Regions from separate parts of the Mus musculus genome. Here regions 2 and 3 are each linked to region 1. A link is a contact called in public Hi-C and targeted proximity ligation data. All regions are on one chromosome and are shown on one strand. The core of a region is the stretch at or near the end of the contact, and the rest is flanking DNA. Distances in the headings are between cores, read along the strand shown. Region 1 holds the start of Frmd8 (FERM domain containing 8). Region 2 has its middle 12 kb from the start of Ap5b1. Region 3 holds the start of Snx32 (sorting nexin 32).

What was found. A called contact is a pair of places that touch in the nucleus more often than the background predicts.
Region 2: a targeted proximity ligation map of embryonic stem cells shows a contact between it and region 1, with 5 read pairs. A contact is called at or near these places in 2 of 39 promoter capture datasets (the SN4741 cell line and pre-B cells), 2 of 484 Hi-C or Micro-C datasets (the G1E-ER4 cell line and embryonic stem cells), 9 of 130 datasets of targeted methods (T-cell acute lymphoblastic leukemia, bone marrow-derived dendritic cells, bone marrow-derived macrophages and 5 more) and 4 of 9 other capture datasets (adipose tissue, embryonic stem cells, liver and 1 more).
Region 3: a Hi-C map of B cells shows a contact between it and region 1, with 7 read pairs. A contact is called at or near these places in 2 of 39 promoter capture datasets (the SN4741 cell line and embryonic stem cells), 47 of 484 Hi-C or Micro-C datasets (B cells, the Ba/F3 cell line, CD4 T cells and 18 more), 11 of 130 datasets of targeted methods (bone marrow-derived dendritic cells, embryonic hindbrain, embryonic stem cells and 4 more) and 4 of 9 other capture datasets (adipose tissue, embryonic stem cells, liver and 1 more).

What each region holds. Positions count from the first base shown.
Region 1 is chr19:5,873,924-5,877,116 of GRCm38.p6, forward strand. Frmd8 (FERM domain containing 8) reads right to left here and starts at 1,285. Exons shown (of 11, transcript NM_026169.4): 1 at 1,168-1,285; 2 at 787-871. The coding sequence starts at 871.
Region 2 is chr19:5,578,573-5,582,140 of GRCm38.p6, forward strand. No RefSeq gene overlaps it. Among named protein-coding and RNA genes, the nearest start is that of Ap5b1, 12 kb to the left of the region's middle.
Region 3 is chr19:5,509,202-5,512,461 of GRCm38.p6, forward strand. It overlaps Snx32 (sorting nexin 32), which reads right to left and starts at 1,316. Exons shown (of 13, transcript NM_001024560.3): 1 at 1,132-1,316. The coding sequence starts at 1,170. It also overlaps the pseudogene Gm31166.

The DNA of each region.
Region 1 (3,193 bases), core at 35-2,534:
CTTTAAGCAGTCCAGGAAAGAATAAACAACTCAAACAGCCAGTGTTCCCTTATAACAAGCTGGATTCCCATTTGAAGCCAGAGCCAAAGATGCTTGGCAGGTTGGCCAGACTCAAATTCCCCATCCCTGAACTACAGGCGCAGTAAAGGAGCATGGAGTGTGGAGGCCTCGTTCTCAGCCTGCATCCTTTTCTGACTCTGTGATCCAGCTGTAAATCTGTAAAAACAGTTAATAGCGCTTCTTCAAAAGGTCACCGCCAATCCAGTACGGCTGGTGAGAGTGGACATCATAATGAAGGAGCTTTTGAGATTCTGGTCTTTTCTGCTCCAACAGCTACTTGGAGAGACCAGGAGACTGGCTCAGATCCACTTTACAGGCAGAAAAACCAGCCCTGAAGGGTCAAGTTCATGATCAACCTTGGTCTGCTCCAGTAGTCTGAGACCTAACAACCTCTCTAGGTCCTAATTTCCTCCCAATAAAATGAAGAGGTGGAGAATCCCTGCTTTCAAAGAGCTGTCTGCAAAAAAAGAAATGGGACAAAGGAAGTGGTGCCCTTTTCCAATCATGTGTCTTCATTTGAAAACAAGAGAAAGTTCAGGAGTGTGGCTCAGTCACTAAGCTAGAGACAGATCTCAGCTAAGTCCTTTGATTTCTGAGTCCGCCACATCTAAACAAATCTTATTATTTACTACATGATTAACTTACTGAAAAAGACAAACTGGAGTCACGTCCCCAGGCTGGAACCAAAGAGTTCAAAAGAGATGAAAGAAGAAAGTAGAGACCTACCTCGGGCACCCACTGAAGAGACGCTACTTCGGTGGGACCGCTCCGCAGGGCCGGGCTGCCCCGCGTTGCCTTCTGCCCCCTCCATCTGCAAAAAGAACTCTAGACAATTAATGGGGGGGGGGTCTTAAGGAGATGGTCTCCTCAAGCTCTCAACCAAGAAGCAAAGGGGTCTCGGTCTACAATTCTTAACCTATGTTCAGGGATCAAATGTGTAGGGTGAAAGTAGAGAGTGACCCTCAGCCGAGTGCAGATCGGGTGGGCTGAGTCAGGGAAGTGACCGTCAGGTGCAGGGGTCTCAAGTTTCTCAAGAAATGGCCAAACAAGTCGGGACGCGCCCCTGTCCAGGGCGGGGACACGGGCAGGGTGTGGCTACGCTCTCACCTTGCAGGGTCGCAGAGCCCACTGCCTCACTCCAGAATGCCACCCGACTCAGGCCTCCAGTTCTGGACCCACCACCACACCGGCCGGCGGGGTCTCCGGTCCTGCCCAGGGTCGATTCGCAGGCGTTACGCCGCAGAAGCTGCCGCGGGAGGAAGCACAAACCCGAGGCCCCGCCTCTCCGACTGAAGGAGCCAATCGGAGCCAGAAGCCTCGGCGCACGCGTACTCCCGCATTTCGATCTTTGGTCCTTCCTACCCACCCTGGTTCCCAGCTTACTTAGATCACGCAAGTCTCAAAGACCCGGTCTAGCCACGCCCCCGAGTCCTGTATTGTCCCTCTCCCGTCGCCCTCACTCCCCGCACAGCCAACTACATGAGTAGTGTTGCTTCATGCATAAGACCCTTGGTCTGTAATAGGATGTGGGGAAGATTCATTAGAACCAAGGATGAGGGCAAGAGCTGTGCAGCTACCGCTCCGTGTGACTTGACTGGGCCCCTCTCTAAAATGACCCACCTTGTGGGTGGATGGTGCCGCAGTCCTCTCAGGCCTGTTCTGAAGGCCTGAAGGGGTACTGGCTCTTGGCCTTGGGTAGGAATCGGGGCCCTGGACAAGTCCCTTCCCAGCTAGATCTGTTTTTCACCTGTAGCATGAGATTGGACTGAATGACTCCCAACAATCCCTTTCACTCTCATTACGAATGTAGGTTGGAAACATGGGACTTGCTGTGCTTCCAGGGTGCAGTCACATAAGCCTGGCTGTCTTAGAGACATAGCCTCCAAGATCCCGAAGTGCCAGGCATTGTGCTTCCCAAAATCTTATCACCAAATTGTTCTGACAAACCATCACGTGTGTGCCTAAGGCCTGGAATGTATGGAGAAAAACAAGTCCATATACATGCCACTTGAGCCAGAAATTGTTCCTGGTGCCAGCAGTCACTTGGGATCTGGTGCAGGGACGTGAGTTCTCCTTGCCACTTGGTTTCTTTGCTGGAAAGCAGATGAAAGCTCCTGCCTTCAGTATTTGTTTTTGTTTTGTAGAGTTTTCAATTTAGTTCATTTAGGGACAAACTTAATGGCACACAAGCCTTTAATCCTAGCAGAGAGAGGCAGAGACAGGCAGATCTCTGATTTCCAGAGCACACAGAGCTATACAGTGAGACCCTGTATGGGGGGCAGGAGGGTGGGGACAAGCAAAACTGTAGTAGGCAGGCCAACCATGGAAGCAAATAATCCTACCACTTGGATGCTGGAGACAGGAGGATCAGCACGAGTCAAGGCCAAACTTGGTCACACAGCTAGTCCAAAGTTAGCCTCGGATATGTGAGGCTCTATCTCTAAAACAAACAAACAAACAAACAAACAAACAAAAACTACCAAGACAAAAACAAAACAACAAAAGAACAAATATTACAGAAGGCCTCAGCATTGCTATAGAAGACATAAACCACTATAGGCGGAGAGGAGGAATCTTCAGTTCCTTCTTATCCACCATGTGCTGCACATGGGCCAAGCCCTTTTCTCTCTGTCACTTGCCATCTTATGGGCTCTGTAAATGGAACCAAGAGGATTAGTAGCTACCATTTATGTGTTGGATACTTAAAAAAAATCTCTCTCTCTCTCTCTCTCTCTCTCTCTCTCTCTCTCCGTCTCTGTGTGTGTCTGTGTGTGTTCAACCCAGGCCTTGTACATGTAAACTGAGCACTCTACTCCTGAGCTACACCTGAAAGAAACAGGTAGGGAAAACACTCAGCCACACAAATCTTACAAGATTGAAAGTGTGTGTATGTGTGTGTGTGTGCATGTGTGTGTGTGTGTGTGTGTGTGTGTGTGTGTGTAATTTTAGAGTCTACCCATGAGAAAGTGTGATGCTGGTGGTCTTTCTGAGGTCAGCTTACTTTGTTTCCCATAATAATCTTCTACTTCTGCCCAGTTGCTTGCAAGTGACACCATGTTAGTGTCCTTTACACCCTAAAACTGCGTTGTGTATGTGTACCACATGGTCTTTGCCCATTCCAACGTTGGACTTT
Region 2 (3,568 bases), core at 364-2,863, 300 kb before region 1:
TGTCAGCATCCCAATCTGGGTTACCTGTCTGAGCATTCATTTTGGCAGTTCTCTTACTAGCTTCATGCCATTAGAACTCCAAAGTAAGAAATCTCTTCTTGACAAAGAAGCCTTACATAGAGTCTTCCAATCTTGGGGGGGTTAAATTTGACTCCATCACTGTATCCAATAAAGCTTGTGTAAAAGGAGCTGTAGGGCCACACTGTGCCACAGCTATTTTTAACTCTTTTATCACCTTGAAATCTAAAGTCTGATATTGTCTGACTCTATTGTTCTGCTGGTCAATTATCTCAACTATAGGGAAAGCTAGCATGTTAGTTGTGTCCTGTCCTTTCCCGAGAGCCTGACTCACAGCTCTTTCTAGCAGCGATTGGTGTATCTCAGAATCACTGCTCTTCCCTGTACTTGACACCTTTTTTTAGCTCCTGTAGTTCATTAGTCAATTTCTGCAGCTCAGTTTCAAACTCTAATTTACTTAGTTGCATGTTCATCTGGGCAGCATCTCCTGCAATAGAGGCCATAGGCAGAGCAGAAAGCTTGCAAGGAGGCCAATCCCTGTCATAATTTTTGGCAGCTCCCTTTTCTGAATGAGCTTCCTCCTCTGATGTTAGCTCATCTTTAGGATCTCTATGCCTTTCTAGCTTAGGGTGGAGAGGGCCCTTTTCTGAGAAAGCCCTCTCTGGCAGGTGTGCTTCCTGAAAAATTTTCAAGCTTTCCCTGGGCACAATCTGACGCCTGCAAGGTTTCTTCATAAGTAGCATCTTTCATGGGTGCCCAGAGGCAGAGGGTGATATTATCTGCCTGAGTGGTTCTCAGAGCCTCTCCAGTTTTCCTCCCAGGTTTTCTTATCTAAAGTTCTTTCTTCTTGAAACCATGGGCAGCAAGAATCTATCTGATCTGAAAAGTTTTCTAACAATTGGTCTTCAAACCCTACCCCTCTCTTGCCTGAAGCAGTTCTTGAAGGCTGCGGACAAATGCCTGTTTAGGATTTTCCAGTCTCATTTCCACTGTCAACCTCTAAGTGGGATCAGCGTTGGGTCAACGCTGCGCCATCTTAGCCCGCATCCCTTTGCACCTACACCAACAGTTTCAAAAAGATGAAAGCTAAGGCTAGCACTAGCATCAACGCTGTATGTTGTGCTTACCGTTCAGGGTACCATCTTCTTCTGTCCCTCGGATGAGCTCTCCATGTCCAGTCCCCACGTTCAGGTGCCACCTGTAGCCACAGAGAAGTGGGTTCCTGGAAGGAGAGCTGGGGATGGATGGGAAGGACAGATGAGAAAGGAATGAGACCAAGACAAAGTTTCTGATCAAGGCCCAATGTTTAATTCTTTTTTCTTTTCTTTTCTTGAGACAGGGTTTCTCTGTACAGTCCTGGCTGTCCTGGAACTCACTCTGTAGACCAGACTGGCCTCAAACTCAGAAATCCGCCTGTCTCTGCCTCCCAAGTGCTGGGATTAAAGGCGTGCACCACCACTGCCAGGCCCCAATGTTTAGTTCTTAAGTCTGAATTTAAAGGAGGAAACCAATCCCCCACTTTGCCAGGATCTCATCAGTAAAACAAGCTCAGCTGCTCAGCAGGTAGCGCTTCTTGCAGGAAGCTCCAGAGGTGGCAGACAATAGACTTCCTCTAGGTCGGAAGACTCCACCCTAAGTAGACTAGAGTGGCTATGGCAAAACAAGGTCTGATTCAGCCCACTGAAGGCTGGAAGAAGGGCTCAGACAAAACTGCAGCATGGCCTCAGTCAATTCTCAGGCTGAAGGCAGGTTTATTTTTTCCCAATCCACTTGTATACCATTTTAATTACATGCAAGTATTAAGGGTGAGCAGTACAATGAGGAATAAGCAAGACAATAAACAAAGTGCCAAGAACTCCCATGGCCACTGTTTCTAAGGGCTTATCATGATGGTCAAGATATCTAAACCTGCTTCCCGGTCCTAGCCCAGAGTCACATACATGCCTGAAGCCTACTTCTTTGTTCCACCCTAAAATCAGATTCCTGCCTGATCTTACCTCTTTTGTTTTTGTTTTTGTTTTGTTTTGTTTTTGAGACAGGGTTTCTCTGTGTAGCCCTGTTTTGTTTTGTTTTGTTTTTTGAGACAGGGTTTCTCTGTGTAGCCCTGGCTGTCCTGGAACTCACTCTGTAGACCTCGAACTCAGAAATCTGCCTGCCTCTGCCTCCCAAGTGCTGGGATTAAAGACGTGTGCCACCATGCCCGGCCTGATTTTACTTCTTCGTCATGGCCTAATGTCAGATTCCTGCCTGAAGCCCCTTTCCTTGTCCTGGGCCAATGTCAGATTCCTGCCAAGCGGCCCCTCAAAGGCTCTACACAAGGACACCTCACCATGTAGGCATGATCAGTTACCTCACATTCTTGGCACTTCTCTTCCTGAAGCATGGAGGTGGAGCTAGAGTTCCAGGTGGCTGTGGCCCGTGATGCATAGGTGTTGGAATCTGAGCTCCAATCCTCCTAAGGTAGCAGTGTGTGCCTTTAACCACCAGGCCATCTCTCCAACACTCACATTTAAAAAAAAAATTTTTTTTTTTCCGAGACAGGGTTTTTCTATATAGCCCTGGCTGTCCTGGAACTCACTTTGTAGACCAAGCTGGCCTTGAACTCAGAAATCTGCCTGTCTCTGCCTCCCAAGTGCTGGGATTAAAGGCATGCGCCACCACTCCCGGCTAAAAATATATTTTGGTTGATTTGGTTATGGAGACAGGGTTTCTCTGTGAAGTCCTAGCTGTCCTGGAACTCACTTTGTAGCCCAGGCTAGCCTTGATCTCTGCCTCTGCCACCGCTGCCCAGCATACAGTCGCTTACATGTTAAGCCAGTTTACCAAACCTAGAATAAATCACATTTCATCATGTCATATAATTCTTGTGTGTATGCACGTTAGACTCCGTTTGTTCACTCATTGTGTGCATGGTGCTGGTTTTTATGAGATAAAGTCTGTCCTAGAATCCATGATTCTCTGACCTTATCCTCAAGTGCGGCGCTTACCAACAGGCGTTTGTGATCCATGCGGCTCCAATCTCGTGTCTTCTGCTTGCCCTGCTGTCACTTTACTGCCACGTTCTAACCGATCTCTAACACTGGCAAATGTCACCATGGAGCTCTACGTCTATGCTCGTGGCAGATACGGTTCTGTGGATTGCTTTTTAAAAATAATGTCCTCGTTTGGTTTGGAGTGAGGTGATGCAGGTGACACATTGAGTAGAGAAGTGGTCCCCTTGCTTCTAACTTCTGGAAGAGACTTGAGAGAACTGGGGTACTTTGTACCCTAAATGTTTTTGTTAAGCTCACAAGTAAACTCATTAGACCAGGTACTTTATGAACTAGAAGATTACAAATTGCCACTGTCTGTGTACTGGTGTCTCCCACCCCACTGTCTGTGTACTGGTGTCTTCCACCCCAGTTCATATATCGAGATGTCTCTTTTTCCTGAAAATTCTTATTCTGAAGAATGAGTTTTTTAAATTTTTATTTGTTTTTCTCTCATACAATTCATCCCAGTCAAAGCTTCCTGCCTCCACCTCCTCTGTCCCCCAGATACACACCCCTAC
Region 3 (3,260 bases), core at 66-2,565, 360 kb before region 1:
CCTCACAACCACAAGTACAGCTACAGTATACTTATAAACATAAAATAAATAAATCTTTTAAAAAATAAATTTATGTATTTATGACAAACTCTCACACTGTAGTTCCAGCAGGCCTTAAACTCGTGGTTATCCTCCTGCCCCACCCTCATAAGTGCTGGGATTATATCTGGCTTCTAATCACTTTATAAACATGTTCTAAGCATACACACACACACACACACACACACACACACACACGGCATATGTACATATATACATCCTTTTACTATTGAGACAGGATCTCACTATATAGCCCTGGCTTGCCTATAACACTCTATGTAGACCAAGCTGGCCTTGAACTCATAAAGGTCTTCCTGTTTCTGCCTCTGCTTCTACCGCTGAAATTCCAGGATTAAAGGTGTGTCTCACCATGCCTGGCTATTTATATACATTTCTATATGAACATGTATAAACAGAAAGCCATGGCCAGCCCTCCAAATTCCATTTGAATCCCAAATGCCACTTCTTGGATTGTGTGACACTACCAAGGCAGGCTTTCTGCCCTCACTCCCCCCCTTCAAACACAGGCAGACTAGCTCTTTGCTGCAGCAGGACCCCTTGTCCTTGGTTTTCTTCTTGATGTCTATCTCTACTCTCACCCACTCTGCTTGACAGAGATGTGACTTTCAGAACACAGCACAGCAGCTCCATCCCCTATCTCTGTCCCAGCTCACTACACTCCTACCTCAAGTGAGAGTTGATGCAATCCAAAACAATGAAGCTCCCCAATAACTGCTGACTGAGGCTGAGAGGAATAAACGAAGAATGGATGGATGGTCTTACAAATATATAGGCACGAATACACAGGTGAGCCTGTAAACTCAACAGGACTCTCTCACCCTTCTCAGTCGCTTGCAGACTGCCTTGTTCTCCCCCATCACGACAGTACTGAGTTGATTTGGGGGAGGGGGCAGAGGCGGGATTCCATCTATGCAGGCTGGGACAAAAATCCTGATTATCTTTGCATCCTCAACCTGGCCCTATGCAGGGGCCTTAGAAGCGCCGCATTCCCGTGCTCAGATCTCTCTCCCTGCTTGGTATGGTATGATGAAGTGAGGTGGAGTAGGAAGACGTTTTATTTCCTTCCTTTACCTTACTCTCATTTCCAGCTTCCTGATGTTGCTCCTCCATGGTGCTCCTTAGCTGGGATATACAGGAATCCTACGACAAGCCACGGCCTGCGCGTTCCAAGAGCTTGGGTGAGGGAACCTTGTAGGGATGCTATCAGCTGACATTGACACTAGCTGCGGCCTCCCTGGGTGGGTCCCATTGCCCACAGCTGCTCCTTCTGATTAGACAGCAGTTTTACCACATGAGCCTCTATTGGCTTTGAGGCCTATCAATCTTACGTGGGCATTTAAGCGGCACCAGAAAGCCGGACCAGGATAGGCCAGGGCCTGAGGGTAGAGGTCACGTGTCAGTCCCGCAGGTGGACCCCTACGAATCCGGCCGTTCCGGGACCCGCCTTCTTCTAACGGGCACGAGCAGAGGCGCACATGCGCACTAGGGCAGCTTGGCGCCACCAGGCGGTGGGCGGGGCGGGGAGTCCGGAGGGGGGGCGAGGGTTGGGAGGGAGGTTTGGGTAGGGAGGAATGGGGAACTCGAGTGGGTCAGGGGGTCTAGGGACGAGGGCAGGCTGCAATGTCTGTGGAGAAAGCGCTTCCGTTCCAGTTTTCACACCCGGGCCAGAAAGTACGGAGTAAGCAGCTTAAGGAGCCGCGGGGACGCAATAAGGCCCGGATACCCCGCGCCCATATTCTTCGGGGGGACCAAAGGAAATCGCCACCGAAGTCACACTGCAAGAAGGCGCAAGTGAGAGAGAAAGAGAAGGTGTGGGTACCCTGGAATGGACTCATCGTGATTGGGAAGAGAGTGGAACTCTTGGACAGAAACGTGCAAAAGTCTAACCCAAAGTTGGAATCTGAGGACTGGAAGCTGGAGGGCACCGGGAAGAAGTTCTCAAGAGAGAAATCGGGCCTGCAACAGGAGGCAGTGGTCGCGAAGCTCCTGAGCAGTGTAAGAAGGGCGGTGCAGGCTCGAGCAAGTTTGGAGTATGACAGCCCAGAGATTTGGAGAGAGTTGGAGGATAGACTCAAAGCTGGTGTAACTACGAGTGCAGAGATGACTGCAGAGCGTGGGGAAAACTTGAAATCTAGGGACAGGTTGAGGACCACTGGAGGGGACTTGAGGTCCAGAGGGGATCAGCTGAGGCCGAATGAGGAACTGGAGTCTAGTGGAGAGAACTTGAAAAAACGGGTACCCATTGGAGACAAGGTGGTAGGCAGGGGAGAGAAGCGGAGGTCTTCTGCTGAAAAAATGGACAGTAGGGAGAGGCGGGGGTCTGTTGTAGAGAAAATGGACAGTAGAGAGAGGCGGGGGTCTGTTGTAGAGAAAATGGACAGTAGAGAGAGGCGGGGGTCTGTTGTAGAGAAAATGGACAGTAGAGAGAGGCGGGGGTCTATCAGAGAGAAGACGGACAGTGAAGAGAAGCGGGGATCCATTAGAGAGAAGGCGACAGAGAGTAGACAGAGGCGGGGGTCCATCAGAGAGAAGGTATCAGACAGTGGAGAGAGGCGGGGATCCATCAGAGAGAAGATGTCAGACAGTGGAGAGAGGCGAGGATCCATCAGAGAGAAGATGTCAGACAGTGGAGAGAGGCGAGGATCCATCAGAGAGAAGATTTCAGACACTAGAGAGAGGCGGGGGTCCATCAGAGAGAAGGTGTCAGACAGTGGAGAGAGGCGGGGGTCCATCAGAGAGAAGGTGTCAGACAGTGGAGAGAGGCGGGGGTCCATCAGAGAGAAGGCAAAGTTGAGTAGAGAGAAATTTAGATCCAGTGGAGAGAAGCTGAGAACTGGTGATAAAAATTCAAGATCCACTGAAGATCTACTGGAGTCAAATATTGAGGAGTTGGAGTCGGCTGAGGTGCAACTGAAAGAGCACTCGAGAACAGGAAGTGCCTCGGAAGAGACTATTGAAAGAGTGGTCAGTGTTACTGGTGGTGAAGGTGAGATGGAAAATCTGAGTCAGGAAATTCCTTCTGAAAGTGTAGAAGGGATGGATGGCCACGGAGGAGCCAAGACAGGGGCAGAAACTGATAGTCATGTCTTGGATGGAATGAGAGAGATTGCTGATGCATCTGTCCCTAAGGAAGAGCAAGACACACTTGGAGAAAGCCCCAAGGAGTCAGGTGGATGAAAAAGTGAAAGTGAAAAAGGAGA